2 separate regions of the Zea mays genome follow, and region 2 is linked to region 1. Evidence: chromatin contacts called from public Hi-C data. All regions are on one chromosome and are shown on one strand. The core of a region is the stretch at or near the end of the contact, and the rest is flanking DNA. Distances in the headings are between cores, read along the strand shown.

Region 1 (3,486 bases), core at 272-2,771:
GGGTAGGAGAGGGGGCATAGGAGCGGGGGGAGGGGAAGAGTAGGAGACACATCAACTCTAGTCGTGAGAGCCACGGGCGTGTGTGGGCGAGAGTGTGGATGTGGGAGGTGGGGGCGTGCGGACGCGGCTGACACAGGCGGGGGGTGGGGCTGGGTATGGACGCTGACGCTAGACTCTCAATAGAGTAGTATAGATTTTTAAGTTCACAACACGTCTGTTTTTTTGAAACCCACACCTCCCCCATGGGCCGTACTTTGCTACGAGCTGAGCTGAAGCCACGGGTTGATATCGAAGCCCAAATCGATGGCCCACTACCTCACAAACAGCGCAACGAAATGGACAGGCGGGGGCAGGGCAGGGTGTGGACGCTGACGCTAGACTCTTAGGACCTATTTGGGAGAGCTTCACTTCAAGAATTTTAGATCTATTTTGGCTTCTTCTATCTAAATGGGTCGAGCTTCACGAGCTCTAGTTTAAAAAAAACTAAAACTAGAGACCGATTTTATGAATTTTTTGAAGCTCCTCAAAAGATGCTTCAAAAACATTGTTTTTATACTTACTCATGAAGTTGCACAAAATTACCCACCATGCCATTGGTTACATGATCTATTAATTCATGTCTCTTTCTCCACCCGTCAATCATCAAGGGCAATTAAGGAAACTCGCATAAATTAATTGTATTACAGAAGCTGGAGTCTATGTGCAAACCGAACACTCTTGAATCATGTCTTACTAATTTGTTGAAGCCATTTCATGGTAAAGCTAAAAAACCGAAACTGCAATTCTTGAAATAAAGTCCTCCTAAACAGGGTTTTAATAGAGTAGTATAGATTTTTTAAGCTCACAACACTAGGGATGAAAGTGGTAATCCGAACTGTTAGAATAAATTTAATATTTTAAAATAGATACGTATAAAATTTGATGTTGATCTTTTCTTATGTTATCAAGCACATTAGTACAAATATGAATAAAATATTACATAAATTGTTTTATGTATTATTTGCTCCCTACAACACAAAACGTTGAAAAAATTTCCGAATTTGTTTCCGAATCTATACCGAAGTTTATAACTATTATTTGAGAAAATATAGGATGATTTTGAGATTTACCTTTTATGATTTTTAACAAGCTGGATGTTAAAAACAAGAATACAAATTTGTATTGTATATTCTATATCCTATTTATTCGCAATCAAAGAAAAACGACCAAAAAACTGATTACCGAATAAATACCGTTTCCGACCGTTTTCATCCCTACACAACACGACTGCTTTTTGAAAACCCACGCCTCCCCCGCGGGCCGTAGTTTTGCTACTAGCTGAAGCGACGGGTTGATATCAAAGCCCAAATCGCTGGCCCACTAACTCACAAACAGCGCAACGAAACTAGTTGTACAGTCCTGGCCCACAGCAGAAAAGGTCCAGTTCAACAATCCATCCGGCAATACGTCTCCTCCTCTCCCATCTCGTGGCTCATGGGTCATGCCGCAACAAACTCATCACGACCACACAAACTGGCGGAACTGCTCTCAGCTCTCCTCACGCCTTGCAGAAGCGCAGAGGCTAAACCCCCGTCTAACCCTGCTGCCGCTTGCCACTACTCCGCTTCGTTCTCCGCCGCCTCCCCGGACGTCCGGAAACTTCTAGATTGAAGGGGGATAGCCATTGGCGTCAGCGTGTGTGATGGAGGTCAGGGGACTGGGGCAGCTCCTGGCGGCGCTGGCCGCGGCGTTCTTCGTCCGCGCCATCGCGGGACCCGGTCCCGCCCTCCTTCCGCCGGCGGAGGACACGGAGACCGACGAGGCCGACGCGGAGGCTGGCGAGGGAGGTGGTGGTGGTGTGCCGCCCGTGACCATCCGGTGGGCTCGCATCACCTGTGCATTGAAGAACAAGCGCGGGGAAGTGGTGAGTGCTACACCGTCGCCACGGCACCACCTCTTCCCATTTCGCCGCAGCCGCGCGCACGAAACCCTCGCATTGCCCATTTGCGCCTCTGCCGTCCTCGTCTCGTTCCGTTTGCCACATGGCCCACACCACATGTGCTCGTTCGCGGTTGACTCGTTGACCCATGGTACCAGTACAAACATCCGGAATATTCCGGATATAATATAACTAGATTGGGCTAACAGATGTTTATGACATATTGTCTAATTGTAAATCGTCACTTTGCCAGGCAAGGTTTCTGTTGTCAAATGTGTCAGGGGAGGCGAAACCGGGGAGGCTGCTTGCACTAATGGGGCCATCGGGCTCTGGCAAAACAACTTTGCTCAATGTGCTAGCAGGGCAGCTCGCCGCATCGTCTTCCTTGCACCTTTCCGGGTTTCTGTATATCAATGGTCGGCCTATCTCGAAGGGCGGATATAAGTAAGTTGTGTTCATGCAGCTGGGGTCTTATTTCTGCTCTTGTTTGCGGAAAGGAGCTAATGACTATCTCCTTGTGCAGGATTGCTTTTGTCAGGCAGGAAGACCTGTTCTTCTCACAGCTCACTGTGCGGGAGACGCTCTCACTTGCTGCTGAGCTCCAGCTTCCTGACTTGTGGGCTCCTGAGAGAAAGGAGAGCTATGTCAATGATCTTTTGTTACGTATGGGGTTGGTGAGTGCTAGAATTTTGATTATTGTTTCTAGAAATTGAAGTGAACGGTTCGGAGGACAGTCTTAATGGTTGGATCGTTGAGTAGGTCAATTGTGCTGATTCTATTGTTGGTGATGCAAAAGTTCGTGGAATAAGTGGGGGTGAGAAGAAGCGCCTCTCACTTGCATGTGAGTTGATTGCTAGCCCTTCAGTCATCTTTGCAGACGAACCAACAACAGGTATTAAACTTGATTTAGTCTTGGCCTTCCCTACTTGAACAAGGGTTTTCTTTATTACTTCTAAATGTGGTCCTCATTTAGACGAAACATTTTTCGTGTAAATAACATGTTTTATTTTTCTGATCTTACAAATACAACAGTTCATGTCAGATATGACACCATGATCAAATGAAAATAAATTGTCTGCATTATGAAAATCATTTATGTTCAAGGCACACTAAATTTGTAATCGTGAAGCATAAGGATCTTAACTTACTTTTTTAACTGAAACATAACTACTTTGGCTAGTGTTTTGCATCATCTTCTTGTCATCATTCAGGGTTCGTTTTCCTGTTTCACCATGATGAGACAATGGCAACTCAGCTCTGCTGCTGAATGCTCTATGGTCTTTCTGTTTTTTTGTTCATTGGAGCTAGCATGAAACAAGATCCATCATAAACAGTAGTCATCAACATCTGTTTGGTCATCTGACAATATGAAAATGTCAAATATTAAGTTATATTTTTTTGTATGTATGTGATTTGTCTTTTAGGCCTTGATGCCTTCCAAGCTGAGAAGGTCATGGAGACTCTTCGTCAACTTGCTCAGGATGGGCACACTGTTATCTGTTCGATACACCAGCCAAGAGGTTCAGTCTATGGCAAATTTGATGACATCGTACTACTGTCAGATGGAG
Region 2 (3,620 bases), core at 585-3,084, 140 kb before region 1:
AGGGCTGCTGATCTGGGGAGACGAGTGGTACATCATCTGGGCCTGCGGCTGCGGCTGCGGCTGGTGCTGATGCATCATCACCATGTTGCCGTTCAGGCCCCTCAAGTTGTTCACCACGGCGGCCGTCGCGGCAGGGTACTGGTGATGATGGTACCCCTGCATGCTCGCCATGAGGCTGTTACTCTGCTGCTGCTGGTGGTGCTGGAGATGCTGCTGCTGCTGCTGTAGACCTCCTCCATAGCCGGCAGCAGCGGCATAGGGCGGGTGGTTGAAGCCTGCGTAGCCTTGCTGGAAGCCAGGAGGAGGAGCAGCAGCAGCAGCGCCGCCCGCTCCCAGGCCATGGCTTAGGCCCAGCATGCCAATGCCACCCATGGCGCCAGCGTTCCTCTGGGCGCCATTACCCATCTTGGCGTTCGCCGCCGCCGCCATGTTGATCGCGTTAGCGTTCTTGTGGTTCTGGACTCCTCCACCGCCGCCCATCTTGCCATTCGCTGCTGCCACGTTGACCACATTCACGTTCTTCTGGTTCTGGCTCTGGTGGCGATTGGCTGCAGCGCCGCCGTTACCCTTCTTGCCATTGCTGTGGTTACTGTTGACAGCGACGACGTTGTTCCCGTTCTTGTTCTGATGGTGGTGCTGGTTGTTGCCGTTGCCGTTGCCGTGGAGCCCGAGCTGGCTCATCTTGTCCCCGAGGAACCGGAGCTCCTCCTCGTAGTCGTCGTCGAACTCGCCGTCATCGTCGTCGAACATGCCGTCATCGTCCTCCGAGCTGAGGAGCTCAGGGAGCTGGTGGTGCTGCTTGTTGCCGCCGTGCTGGTTCTTGAACGCCTTGAGGCCCTGCACGAGGCCCCCACCAACCCCTCCTCCTCCTCCTTGCTTCCCCTGGTCCTTTTTCTGGCCGCCGTTGTTGTTGCTGCTCTTGCTGTGCCCATCCTTGCTCGGATTGCCACCTTGCTTCTGCTGCTGTTGCTGCTGGGCCTGCTGCTTCTGCTGGGCACTGCCGCCCTTGTGCTGCGACCACAGCTCCGCGTGCTTGCCGCCCCTGGTGAGCTTCCTGATCAAGGTCTCCGAGTCCACGTCGCCTGTCACCGACACCTTGTGGTTGTCCACATCAATGGCCACCGAGTACACGCCTGCCATCCATGAGATGCAGCAGCAGCCAGCAGCAGAGAGAGAGAGAGAGGAGATCACAGGCTGCTCGTGAGCCACGGTAACTAGTAATTACCATGTACTACTGGCGACTGCATGTCACAAGCACGAGATGTGGGGGCTTGTGCAGTGAGTGGGGGGCTCTGCTGTGCCCATCCATCCGAAAGAACGGCAGGAAATTTCACCTCACCCTAGGGGGTGAAAGTCTGGGCCGCCCTCTTTACCATAGCACAGTTAAAAATTCGCATCATGAAACGAAGTTTTACCGGTTCTTTTTATCTTCTGTTTTCTTTTTACATGAGAAGCCGGGATCTCTTTGTCGTGTCAACGCAACGCATGTTAGCAAGACACAGCAGGGCGGTGTGCTTTTTGGTGGCCGGGCAGCCAGTCTAAGATATGGGCAGTGAAGTGAGTGTCAAGAAAGAAAGAAAGAAAGAAGAAGTACCTTCGATCTTCTGAAGGAGCTTCTTGACCTTGTGCTTGCACCCGTCGCAGTGTATGTTCACCTTGAGCACATGGTTCTGCGAGGAACAGTTGGGTCAGCTCTTACTAAAGAAGCAACGTGGGAGAGGGAAGGAGAGGCAGAGAAAGAGAGAGAGGGAAACCTGGATCTTGACCAGCTTGAACTCGTCGTCTTTGGTCATTCTGTCCGTGGAGCACTACTGTGAGCAAGTCGCTGCTTTTGTGTGTGTGAGAGAGTGACGGAGACTGCTGGCTACTGGGGGGAGAAAAGAGAGGAAGCGGCAGCTGATGGTGAAGAGCGGAGGAGTGATGGTGGTTCTGTTCTTGTTCCGTTGCAGTAGCAGGTGAAGCCAAGCCACTACTACTCTACTCACCTCACTTACCCCCGCCCGCTCACATTTAAGAATGGCTCGGCGACGCTCCTCCTCTCTCTCACCTGCTCTGCTCTGCTCCGCTCCGCTACACTACAACGCATCACCTGTGCCCTGCTGGCGCGCGCGCTCTCTCTCTCTCCTATATGGAGTATATCTCAACCCCTCACGCACGCCTGGGCTTGTCTTGGGCCTCCGTCTCCGGTTTCCCTTGCTCGCCTTCCGCACCGCTTAGGAGCTATAAAACCTGAGAACATTGAAGATGCTAAAATCTTTTTTTTATTAAATTTAAATAATAAGAGAAACTTTTAGCCCCTAGAATTCTTTTCTAGTTTTTTTGGCTCCCAAACTTTCCTTAGTAGTTTATCCACAATTCTCTTCGGGGTTTTATGGCTCCCAATACGTGCTGATGCAATCTCTATGCATCGATGCAACTTCTGCATGAACCCTATCCGAATGGAGTTACTACCTCGGGTCCCACATGTCGGCTGGGGGTTGCAGGGGAGCAGGCGAGCAGTGGCGAAGCCTTGCACCTCGTTGTCTTGTTGGGGTTGGGCCTTGGCCTGTTGGGTGCAGCAGGTGCAGCGTTTTCATATGAATGAGCGCGTGGTTGGTGGAGAGCGGGGGGCCGAAAAGCTGACAAGTGAGAGAGCAGGTGAGGGTGAGTGATGGGGGAGTCCGTGCGAGAGAGAGAGGGTCACTCAGAGGGAGAGAGGGACAGGTGCTTCAGCGAGGAGAAGGGAAGTGAGTAAGTGACCAAGGAATTGAAAAGGCTGGAGGTGGAAGAACAGCGACGCGACGATGACATCCAAAAGCTCTCTGTGAGTGCACTCAGTGCAGTGCTCCTCGTAGAGGCCAGACGAATGCGTTTTTAGGACTCCAAATATAGCATCCACGCATTTTACTCGGACCTCCAAAGCTCTTTGTTTATTTAATATTTTGAGTGATTGGTATATTGGAATTTAATAATTTTTTAACGGGTACGGGTTACTCGACGGGTAAAATTACTCGCGTAAGCACGGTTATGGGTAAGACTTTACACCCGCAAAAATATATAAGTAACTCGACGAGCACGGTTATGGGAAGGAATTGAAAAGGCTGGAGGCGGAAGAACAGCGACGCGACGATGACCTCCAAAAGCTCTGTGAGTGCAGTGCAGAGTACTCGTCGTAGAGGCGAGACAAATAAATGCATTTTTAGCCGTGACGAGAGACGACTAGCTAGTAGCAGAAGAAGAGAGAACGCATCAAGCCGTGTCCCGTGGCCCGTGGGGAGCAACCGAGCAAGCAAAGGGCGGTGCTGCATCTGCATCTGCTACAGCGCTGGAGCGAAACAGTGTCAGGCAGTCAACTGCTCTAGACACACAACACACGCGCGCAGACGGACACGAGGTACCACAGGGACAGACAGAGCACAGCATCGCCCACACAACACACACCACCAGTAGTGTCTCTGAATGCAGTCCCAAGTGAGCAGACACGCAGTGACGTCCGAACAGTCACAGCGTACGGGCCAGATAATGCTCGCTCGCGCTCGGAGAACTGGAGATGCGACACGTGCAACTCAAGATCGTCTGCAGTCGGGCAATCTGACTTGCCTCTGCGGTCGCTCCATCTGTACCGTTCGATGCAGATCTAA

The links. A called contact is a pair of places that touch in the nucleus more often than the background predicts.
Region 2: a Hi-C map of ear shows a contact between it and region 1, with 4 times the contacts expected there. The contact joins the promoter of LOC100382247 here to the promoter of LOC100285631 in region 1. A contact is called at or near these places in 9 of 25 Hi-C or Micro-C datasets (bundle sheath, ear, endosperm and 4 more).

The regions. Positions count from the first base shown.
Region 1 is chr8:11,172,741-11,176,226 of Zm-B73-REFERENCE-NAM-5.0, reverse strand. It overlaps LOC100285631 (ABC-2 type transporter family protein), which reads left to right and starts at 1,521. Exons shown (of 12, transcript NM_001158522.2): 1 at 1,521-1,903; 2 at 2,172-2,362; 3 at 2,442-2,592; 4 at 2,678-2,810; 5 at 3,343-3,486. The coding sequence starts at 1,682.
Region 2 is chr8:11,308,392-11,312,011 of Zm-B73-REFERENCE-NAM-5.0, reverse strand. LOC100382247 (putative heavy metal transport/detoxification superfamily protein) reads right to left here and starts at 1,834. Exons shown (of 3, transcript NM_001175000.1): 1 at 1,755-1,834; 2 at 1,595-1,670; 3 at 1-1,133. The coding sequence starts at 1,793.